Regions from separate parts of the Zea mays genome. Here region 1 is linked to region 2. The links are chromatin contacts, called in public Hi-C maps. All regions are on one chromosome and are shown on one strand. Each heading gives the region's core, a stretch centred on a gene start, on an enhancer-like site or on the middle of the called end of the contact. The rest is flanking DNA. Distances are from core to core; before and after follow the strand shown. Region 1 holds the start of LOC100281686. Region 2 holds the start of LOC103633243 (WAT1-related protein At5g64700).

The links. Hi-C and Micro-C count contacts between places; a contact is called where the count stands out from the background.
Region 1: a Hi-C map of endosperm shows a contact between it and region 2, with 2.5 times the contacts expected there. The contact joins the promoter of LOC100281686 here to the promoter of LOC103633243 in region 2. A contact is called at or near these places in 7 of 25 Hi-C or Micro-C datasets (bundle sheath, ear, endosperm and 2 more).

The regions. Positions count from the first base shown.
Region 1 is chr7:163,032,551-163,038,385 of Zm-B73-REFERENCE-NAM-5.0, reverse strand. LOC100281686 reads right to left here and starts at 4,263. Exons shown (of 11, transcript NM_001154606.2): 1 at 3,748-4,263; 2 at 2,994-3,089; 3 at 2,779-2,882. The coding sequence starts at 3,849.
Region 2 is chr7:162,847,176-162,852,982 of Zm-B73-REFERENCE-NAM-5.0, reverse strand. LOC103633243 (WAT1-related protein At5g64700) reads left to right here and starts at 4,047. Exons shown (of 6, transcript XM_008654940.4): 1 at 4,047-4,435; 2 at 4,656-4,721; 3 at 4,833-4,949; 4 at 5,083-5,494; 5 at 5,579-5,730. The coding sequence starts at 4,257.

The DNA of each region.
Region 1 (5,835 bases), core at 3,014-5,513, 190 kb before region 2:
TCTGAACCATCTTAACTGGTGTTGGACAAAATTTTCTTCAATTGATGCTACTCCTAGCCTTTCACGTATATCATCGTTCTAGACTCGATCCCTTCTTGTATGGACACAAATTCAGCGTAGCATGCGTATTTCCACAATACTTATTTGCTGAACAAGTTGTCTTTTTAGTCCAACATTCTGCACCATACAGCATAACAACTCTAATTATCGTCCTATAAAACTTTCCTTTTACCTTCTGTGGCACCCTCTTATCTCATAGAACATTAGATGCTTGATGTCACTTCATGCACCCTGCTTTGATTCTATAGCTAATATTTTCATCAATATCCATGTTTCTTTATAGTATTGATCTTAAGTATCGAAAGTTATCCTTTTTGGACACTACTTGACCTTTCAAACCAACTTCTCTTTCCTCATGGGTATTAGTGCCGAAATCACAACTTACATATTCGATTTTAGTTCTATTGAGTCTAAAATCTTTGGACTCTAGACTCTCTCTCCACAACTCCAGTTTCCTATTAACTCATGTCCCGCTTTCACCAACTAGCACTACATCGTCCGCAAAAAACATACACCTTGTATGTCCCTTCTGACCTCATCCATCACCATAGCAAAAAAGTAAGAGCTTAAAGTTGACCCTTGACGTAGTACTGTTCTAATCAGAAAGTCATTAGTGTCTCCATCTCTTGTTTGAACACTAGTTACAACATTGTTGTACATGTCCTTAACGAGTCCAACGTACTTCAATGGAATTTTATGTTTATGCAAAGTCCATCACATAGCCTTCCTTGGTATTTTGTCATAACCTTTCTTAAAGTCAATGAAAACCATGTATAGGCCATTCTTTTGCTCATTATACTGCTCCATCACTTGTCTTAATAAGAATATAGCTTCCATGGTTAACCTTTCGGGCATGAAACCAAATTAGTTCATAGAGATCCTTGTCATTTCTCTCAAACGATGCTCGATAACTCTCCCATAGCTTCACAGTACAACTCATCATCTTAATTTCGTGGTAATTAGTACAAACTTGAATATCTTCCTTATTCTTGAAGACCGATACCAATATACTTTTCCACTCATCAGGTATCTTGTTCACTCGAAAAAATATAGTTAAACAACTTGGTTAGCCATATTATAGCTATGTCCCTAAGGCATCTCCATGACTCAATTGGGATACCATCAGGACCCATTGCCTTATCCTCTTTGATCCTTTTCAATACCTCTCTAACCATAAATTCTTGGATCCTAAGCGCCTATTAGTGTCATCAAAAGAGTTGTCCAACTGAGGTTGTATCATCATTCTTTCAATTGAACAATTTGTTAAAATATTCTCACCATATATGTCTGATCTCATCCTCCCGAGAGGTGTTGCACTTCATCATTTATGCACTTAACTTGATTGAAGCACCTTCTCTTCCACTCAGGGACTCTAGCCATCCTATATGTCTTTCTCTCCTTCCTTCATACTCAAACATTAGCAAAGATTCGCGTATGCCCTACCCATTGCCACACTCGCAGCTCGCTTTACGGTCTTCTTTGCTACTTTGTACTTCTCTATGTTGTCCACACTCAGGTTATGGTTCAATTGTCTATAGCATTCTTTATTCTCCATAATAACCCTTTGGACTTTCTAATTCTACCATCAAATATCTTTAGCTTCGTCTCCACTCCTTTTGGTTGCTCAACAAACCTCTGAGACCACCTTTCGAATGTAGGTTGCCATCTTCTTCCACATGTTGTTTGCATTATCTTTTTCCTTCCAAGTGCCCTCTTTGATGGCCCTTTTCTTGAAGACTTCTGACGCCTTTCCTTTCGGTCTTCACCATTTTGTTCTCGTAATCTTAGCTTGTTTATCCCTATGGGTATGCACCTGAAAATGAATGACTGCCACCGCAAGCTTATGCTGAGAGACAACACACTTCTCAAGTATCACCTTGTAACTGAGGCATGATCATTTATCCTCTCGTATCGTGAGGATAAAGTCAATCTAACTAGAATGTTGGCTATTATTATAGGTCGCTAAATGGGACTCTCTTTTTCTAAATAAAATGTTGGCTATCAACGCATCAAAAGCTAAAGCAAAGTTCAAGACTTGCTCTCCCTATTGATTCCTACTACCATATCCAAAATCCCTATGAACCGTCTTCAAACCTACATTTATTGTACCTACATGTTCATTGAGATCTCCTATGAAAAAGCTTCTTACTAACAAGTATACCTCTATCTATGCCATCTAAGTTTTCCCAATAAAAATCTCTTACCACTCTCATGGTGGCCTACTTGAGGCCATACGGGTTAATTACGTTCAAGACCAAATTCAAGCTAAGCGAACATCATGTTTGGATAATTCTTTATTCCTATAAATAGAAATCATCAGAAAAAATTATTATAGAGATATCAGGAAGCATCTGCAATGCGAGGACAATACATGGGGAGGAACTAAACAATTACTTTATATGATAATTGAGTATAAACTGAAGCTTGCCATCCTCAAAAGGGGTGATGGTGCCAAACCTTATTTCTTTGTCTACACCACAAAGGTCACACTAACTTTTCTTGGTAGAAATATTGTATTTAGTAAGAGAAAAAACAGGAAATTTAAATGATGATCCAATATGGAATAACTAGCAGAAAAAAGCAACAATTTAATTGGTGAGTCGACATGCATTACTATCACTCTATAACTTTAAGGGGGCAAATACTTACAGATTTCCTAATGAGAAAAAATACCTATCAAACAAGAAATGCCCTATATATTTTTACTCAAGCAATTACCTCCGTATTTGCCTGATCTCTTCCCTTTCATCAAAGGTACTTCTGGGATCGAAACAACCAAGTAAGAATTCCCAGACCTCTCCTCTGACTGTCGGATGGACACCCTAAAAGAAGATAGATCATATTGATTGGTATGTAAACATTAGTAAATGAGCATAACACACATAAGAAATATCTGTAGGACAAGGAGCATATGTGAAACTAAGGAATCTTACTCCTCTTTGTATCCGGCTTAGGACTGAGGCAATATCAAGACAGCCATCGGGACTAAATGCAGCCTGCCATTTCCGAGCACTTAATGTTTTGCCAGCCTGAAATGGAGTAGATAAGATATAGTTGTTTGGAACAAGAAATGATTGTGTTTTTGTAGACAAAAGAACAAGTGTGACATCAAGTCCTCAACAGCACATGTAAAAATGCTATCAATATTGATATAGGAGTAAGTAAGCTTGCACCAAAACTCTTTGTCTTCGATCTGACCTAATTGAAACTATTATATAAACTGAGAAACTTGGATTCTGTAGCAGAGATTTGGCTACAAAAGAGTTATGAAAGAACTGAATGTATTGAGTGGGCTCATCTATTTGGTGCTGATAAGGCATGGAATGGGATACTATTAAGACAAGGACGAAGATTGATGCTAGTAGTACTGCAAAAACATCCCTTCTTTATCAAGCCAGCAATTTACAGAGCAGATGAAAGATGAGTTATTGGCTTATTGCAGCAATGAACCAACAGATTCTCCATCTTGCATTACACCAACACTAGGCAAAGCCAACTCTAAATTTATGGTGGTGCACTGCTAAGAAAACGTATATAATTTGATAGCAATATATGGTGAAAATTTATCTAATTAGCATTGGCACCAGGGAAGCTCAACGCTCAATGTAGCCATCGTCACACCAGAATCAAAATTGACGGATACATAATGAAAGAGAAGACAGACATATGAAGGTAGAAAAAACAGACCTTGATCTTGAACTTGCTCTTGGGCACACCGTCCGTGCAATCTGACCGTACCTCGTAGTAGGAATCCGCGGGCGTGCCGCTGCTGAGCCCCCATTTCATCATCCTCGAGCTCAATCAACGACAACACGCCACCAGGCCAACAGGTCAAATCCAATCAAGACGCGCTAAATGACAGCGACACCTTCGCGTTCGTTGAAGCACCCCGGTGAGGTTTCCACCAACAGTTTGACCTTCCAGCACTGACCCAAGAAACGGCTAGATAGATCACAAGAACGAGCCCGATCGCGCGCAATGGAGCAGGAGCGGAGCCAATCCCCCCTCGAACCTGCCTTCCTGCCTGCCTGCCTCCTGAACCGAAGTATGGGAGTTGGGACCGCAGGAGGAGGAGGAGGAAGGGAGGTTAAGGGGGGATGCGGTCGGGGAGAACGGGGAGGCCGGGTGGGATTAAATTAGGAGGAGGAAGAGGTCGGGAGCGACGGGGAGGGAGGAGGACGACCGGTTCCAAGCTGCCGCCACGCTCCAGCTCGCCGGCTTCCCCGGGCATTCTTTGCCCCGTCTTGGACGGTACGAGTTTGGGTTGGTGGGAAATGGACAGCTTCACTCCGACTCCGACGCGTTGCTATCTATAGAATACTAGTATATTGTGGATTTCGTCGGTAGGTATGGCAGTTATTATCCGTTAACTATTTTAACTAACGGGTTTCACTTTTTTGATTCATCATAACCTGCGGTGCTTTGCTGGAGCTGTAAGCTTGTAATAGTTATAGGTTGATTTAACTCTTTCCGTCCATGTATAGAAGGCAGCACTACTACAGCAGTATGCGAGGCTGTTGGAAGTTGGAAGTTGGAAGCAGGACAAAAATGGAGGTCATAGCTTAAAACTGCTGCGGATTAGAAAATGGTGCGGCAGTTCGCAGGACGATGATATTCAGCCAACTGATCGTCCTGCACTCCTGCTCCTGCTGCAATCTATATAAGAAAATACTGTAAAAAAGTAGAATTCAAGTGAATTAAAGCCACATCGAATTAGCTAATTTTTGTTTCTGTCCAAGACAAAAATGGATGAGAGCAGAAAGATTTGAGTGTTCTATAATATAGACGGCATACAACACTATTCATCACATAGGGTGAGGCATGACCGACCCAAACAATCACTGATGTGCAGATCAGCCCCCATACATTCTAAACCATCCACCGTGTGTCCCATGCTCTAATTGGGCGTTGTCGTACCTGATCAATCCACATGCTCAAATGGACTACTGTGTGTCTCGTGTTTTGACTGGACGATTAAATTGTAACAGTAATAAAATGACCGAAATTGTAAAGAAATGATTAAAGCTGTAATGTAATGACCAAAACGGTAACAAAATAACTTAATTAAACAGAGATGTGTACCACATTGCTGAACGAGTGAATAACTAAGAGAAAAAAAGAAAATGACTTAAATAATCATCAAAGTTTCTTAAATTAGATTATACATGATTAAGAAATACTTTAGTGTTACTAAATGTCTTAAAATATAACTAGTATGATGCCCGTGCGTTGCTACGGTTTTTCTTTGTTCATATCCGAAGGAGCATTGCTACGGTTTTTCTTTGTTAATATACAAAGGAACATTGTTCAATCTAAATCCGAACGAATGTAGAAAAATCTAGTTCCTAGACCAAATAAGTAGCACAAACATCAACTTTCAAATCCGAACGAACATATTGGTGATGTGCCCGTACATTGTCATGGAAGTTAAAAATTAATATAAAACATAGATACGGAACAACAAAAATTATTTAGCTTTGTTGCGACGGCACATAAATTATTTGATTAAATATTAGTACACATCAATTACATGGTTGAACATCTGATGGTGATATAGATAACAGTTAGTCATCAGACGACCGAAATGGTCTCGTGGTACAGTGCGTGAGATCTGGTGGCCCGCATGTATTATCGCCAAACGTGAACAGGAATATGCCAGCATCGTAGACGTCATTGTCCCACGTGGATGTGACAGTGTCCTCTGGCGAGTAGCTACAGAAGCCTTCATCTAGCTCATCCTCGAAGCCCCTAGATCTGGCTGTCGAGCACGGCGCC
Region 2 (5,807 bases), core at 2,798-5,297:
GTAAAACAAATCCGCGTGTCTCACTTCATTATTCGCTTGCGATTTGTTTTGCACTCTCTCTCTCGCGGACTCTATTATATTTCTAACGCTAACCCGGCTTGTAGTTGTGATTATTTTTGAGAATTTCAATTTCGCCATATTCACCCCCCCTCTAGGCGACTTTCACTAACACTAAAGGTCAAACAATGGATCGTACTACCTCTATGAGGGTCGAGGACAGAGCTTGACGATGGCCGACGAAGGCTACCCCGAACGCCATGGAGCCTGGTAGTAGGTCGACGCTAACTACCACAAACGCCATGGATCTTGGGTTGTGGCCGACGTGTTGGGTCTTTGTGGTGCCCTTGAGAGCTCACATTTACGTGTGGTGGGCCCCAACGGGGGGCCCTCACGGCCGGCAAGCCACCTCCAGTGAGGTTAGGTTCACGAAGTCGTAGCCCATGTTGGCCTCCTTCCTGAAATCCATTGGTAGGTAGAGGAAGTCATAGTGCGAAGTTCCCTTACCTAGCCAAATGCAAAGGAAGGAGGGCCAACTCCGCCCGGGAGACGGAATGCATCCGCCCCACGCCCAGCGAATGTCAAAGCTGGAACTTCATCGGTAGGCTAGGAGAATCATATTCCAGATTCCCCTTACTTGGCGCGTCAAATGTCGGTCATGGGAGCAGGGCCGATGACCTAGTATTTGGCACGCCAAATGTTCTATAAAAACTGGAGCGGTATAGAACATAATTTATTCCGACCATTTTTCACCCCTATCGATAGTAGAGGGCAAAGGAAATTTACTTACCTCTAAGGAATGCATATTTTTTTAGGGTTGTTGACTTATGGTATTTGTACCAACCACTAGCTATATACTCCATCCATTCGTTTTTATTTGTCGTCTGTTAGTACAAAGTTGAACTATGTGGCGACAAATAAATAAAAATGGATGTGGTATAAGGTATTTATATTTTCTTGAGGGTTGATGACGTAAAGGTATTTCTATCAACCGATAAGGATATGCATAAGAAAGAAAATAACCTTATGCTAAGCCAGTCACACGATTTTCATGCGCATGCGCTTACCAGATCATTCACAACCTAAAGTCTCGCATGAGCCTCTCCTACCACTTCATCACAAAGTCACTTGTGAGTAAGGATTTGTTTGTTTTATCTATTATTTGGCTTCTGTTGGCTAAAAGTTAGAAGCTGAAGCAAATAGCTCACTATTGAGTTGAATTCAAAAAGCTAGAAAGGTAGCTTATGAAAAAGGAACTAAAAACTAAAAGGCAAATTTGGTCCGTTTGGTTGGAGAACCACTAGAGTGAAATAGGTCCATTTCCAATTTGGAGGGTGGAGTGGCTTCATTCTAAATTTTAAGATCAGAGTGGAATCATTTCATTTTCTATTTGGACCCACCACAAAGAGAGGGAGAAGTGGAGCAGTGAGATTCCACAGTTTTTAGCGAACTAGTCCAATCTGATGGGAATATTTCTTATTTAGATCCACTTTGTTCGCTCGACAATCAAACGAAGAATGGAGCGGCTCCATCCCACTTCACTCGCCAACCAAACAAAGAGCACCATTTTTGGCTTTTGGTGTGCTCACAAACAAAAAAAATTAATACACAACCTAATAGTAAAGACAATAGCCAGAAGTCCAAAAATCGAAGCTCAAACAAGTAAATCCAAATTGGATGATATATTCCTTTTGCATTCGCTATATTGAATCTAGTAATGAATATTTAAGACTAATCAATTTCACATGCAAAAAGTTTTATATCTCATCAAATACTGTAACTTTGAATTAGATCATATTCTTTGTCTATCATTTGGAGAATTCCGACATTTTGATTTTAAAAATATGAGAACTCAAAACATAATTTTTGACTCTAAATGACTTTAAATCTATAAAGTTGGAGAGCTCAAAGAGTTATGCAACTTTGATATAAATATAACATGTTGCATGCTAGCAATTCAAAAACTAACTATATATCTCTGGTTAAGTGCCAATACAACTCAAAATTATACCCTCTGTGTGTCCCATGTAAAAAACACATTTCATTTAAAAATATGTCAAGGAAGCATTTGTCTATAAAATGCAATGCCTAAGATGGGACATGTAAAAGGAGATGCATATTTGTTTTGCCCCTTGCCCCGTGTGTGCCACTGTAGTTGTAACGCAAAAGCCTACAATAGGTGATGCATACACACGATGCATTTTACATGCCCGACCGAGGAGAGCCAAAAAAATGCATATCCTACATACCCTCTCTTCTCTATGCATCATGCACGACCGCACACGGCACACCGAAGCCATGGACGCGTTGTTCATAAGCATTTAATACACTGTCTTTTTTCCTAATGTGTGCCCATATATATCTCTCCGTTAGATGCGCTTTCATTTTGCATTGCCACGCAGCACTGTAGCATGGCACATTCGAGCTATTTGCCTCATATTTTCTCTCCCCGTTAGGGCCAGTCTAACCAACAAAACAACATTGTGTCGATTGTATTGGTGGTTAAGAGAAATGACTAGAAAAATTAACATTTTTTTCTTGACATGCACAAGCACAACAATTTACTCAAGGATTTAGGAATGTCTTGGTGGTTTCCAATTATACCTATACATTTTCTTGGAAGTATGGAATAATAGCTAAGAAAAATGTTGATTTACTTTGGTGATTTAGAGCATCTCCAAGATACTTTTTACTTTTGACTCTATATTTTACTCTGTATTTGTCTCTTCATAAAAATTAAACTATATATATATAACATCTCATTCCAACATATTCTCGAACATGTAATTTAGCTTGGCTAGCGAAAGTTGCTAGCCAAATTTGGCTAGTAAGAGAGTCAATTTAGAGAGCCGGATAATTTGGCAATTTAAATGGCTAGTCTGTTGGAGAGCTATTTCGTTATTAAATAGCTAAAATTTAGCTTGACAAACTATTTAGCTAGTCTCTTGGAGATGCTCTTATAATAACTCGTTAAAATATAAAACTGCTTTGGCGGTTCTCAATAGCATGCAAGTAAATATGTCATTATCTTGGGGGTTTGATGAGTTAGGACTCAAGAATTATACATGTATATTTCCTTGGAGGCATCTTACAATTGCCAAGGTAATGAAATATCCTTTGATCCTTCAATTTCGCCTCCGAGAAAATTATTATCTGTCAAAGAGATATTCCATCTTTTTTTAAGGAAGAGAACATATCTAATGCACATGAAAGATTGGTGCACATGGTGCACATATTAAATCATCACCACTCATTTTAGATCTAACGTCTCTAGTTATTTGGTATATTTTGCTGAGAACACCTCCAATGTGGTGGTGTGTAGTGGTGGAAGGTGTTATTTGTAAATTGAATGATCAACTAGAGACGTTAGATCTAAAATGAGTGGTGATGATTTAATATGTGCACCATGTGCATCAATCTTCCATGTGCACAAGATATGTCCCCTTTAAGGAAAGGTAGCTGTTACCTTTGATATTCTCTTTCCTTGGATGGGGTTCATTCTTTTTTTTCATTACTTGTAGGCGCTAGAAAAATGTCTTCTTAATGAAGACTTCTGGTTGATATAAAAAACATCAGTCATCGCAAAACCTTAATCAATTTGACGGCAGAGCACGTGATTACCTTTCTTATAAAAAGTAAACCATGCCAGGAGTTCAGGGAAGCTTCTCCCATGAACACCTTTTCCATAAACAAACCCATGCATGCCACAAATTAGGAGGCTTTTTATCCAACAAACTTGTGTTCTACTTATTCTAGTGGCAGCTGGGTTATTATTCGTCTGTGGCCAGCCGCACTACTGAATGTTTTGTAGTATAAGCATCATGACCACTTGGGCAATTAAGATCCATCCTTCTTTTTTTGATTAAGAAAGAAAAGAACTAATGCTGTCCATCGTCTCGAAAGCAGATATATATCTTGTAATGCTAAATTTTGCAGCAGCAAACAACAGAGCAAAAAAAAAACTTGGTATCTTTTAAGGGAGAAAAAGAAATGCCTCTATAAATCTCGATCACTGTGCTGCTTGATATTTCTGTTGTCCGGAACGCATGCATGAACATGCAGAGAACTTTCAGCCCCCGCTCTTCCATGTCACTTTATACTCTCTTTATGCAGTCCTGGCAATTCACACAAACGAACCTGGCTGGCTCGTCGCCGTCCTCGCGTATATATAGCGGCGCTAAGTGAGCTCTGGGGCAGGCACAGCGGCAGTGTTGATGCGCCACCGATCCTTGTCCTGTACTGTGTAGTGGGTAGCCTCCATGGGTAGCGGCAACGGCAAGGTGTACGCCACGGTGGTGCTCATCAGGCTCATCTACGCGGGGATGCACATCCTCACCAAGGCGGCCTTCAACGAAGGCACGAGCACCACCGTCTTCGTCTTCTACCGGCACGCCGTCGCGGCCGTCTTCCTGCTGCCTTTCGCCTTCCTTGAGATCAGGTAGGTACCCGTTTATCTTCGGCCATGCTCATGCATGCAAGGACGACGAAGCTAGCGAGCAAGTCATAGGAGCCAGCTCCACTATATAATCGATTAATTAATCTACTGGCAAACAGTAAATCTGTATACGCATGTGTGCGTTGCTCTCTGTCAAGTCGCCGCGAATGGTAAGAGTAAGATAGTAGCAGCTCAGCTCATCTGGTGTTCTCTGCTGTTGCAGGAAGCGACCGGCGCCACCTCTGAACTTGAGGCTCTGCATGAAGATCTTTGCTCACGGCTTCTACGGGTATGTATGTTGGCGAATTTTCAGCACGCGCTAGCTAGTTTTGGCCGAGGCAGATTATTGTCTCTGTTCTTGTCGCTGGAAACACTGAGCGGTTCGCGTTCGTTGGATCAGGATGGCTGGAACGATCAACCTGTACTGCATTGGCCTGAAATATGCTTCGGCCACCTCTTCGTCGGCTATCTTCAACATCGTGCCGGTGGTCGCCTTCCTCTTGGCCGTCATGTTCAGGTCACTCACTGATCCAGCTTAATGATCGATTAGTCGCATTACTCGTGTCTTGTGGTAGCTAGCCGTTTCAGTAGTAGCAGCAGCTAGCCAGCTACTGACTGACGCTCGTCGTTCGTTTGTCTGCGATGGACAGGATGGAGACCCTGAAGCTCAGGAGCGTCCATGGCATAGCCAAAGCCTGCGGGATACTCCTCTGCGTCGCCGGCGTCATCGTGCTGGCGCTGTACCAGGGCCCCCAGCTCAAGTCGCCGAACCACCAGCAGCTGCTGAAGCAGCACGCGGGCGCGGCCGCCGCGCAGGTCCACCATTCCAGCAGGGAGTGGGCTCTGGGGATCTTCCTGATGACAACGTCGGTCGTGATATGGTCTCTCTGGACGGTGAAGCAGGGGCCCCTGCTGCTGGAGTACCCTTCCAAGCTCCTGAACACGACGCTGCAGTGCGCGTTCGCGAGCGTCCAGTCGCTGGCCATCGCCCTTGTCCTCGAGAGGGACTTGTCGCGGTGGAAGCTCGCCGGCCCCGTCAGCCTCGCATCCGTGCTCTTCACGGTATAACCGAACGCGTCTTGATCCGTTGGCCAGGCCAGCCTTGTTGATTGTACGCTGAGTGCTGGTGCCGCTCTTCGTTTCCAGGGCGTCGTCGTGGCGGCGATCTCGTACTACCTGCAGATCTGGGTGATCGAGAAGAGAGGTCCCGTGTTCCTGTCCATGTCGATGCCGCTGAGCCTCGTCTTCACCATGGCCATCGCCTCCTTCCTGCTGGGCGAAGACGTCAGCCTAGGAAGGTACGCAGTGCAGCAGTGCTAATAAGCCTCGCGTCCACATCGTCCATCGCATTCGCATTGATTGAATTACCAGCCAC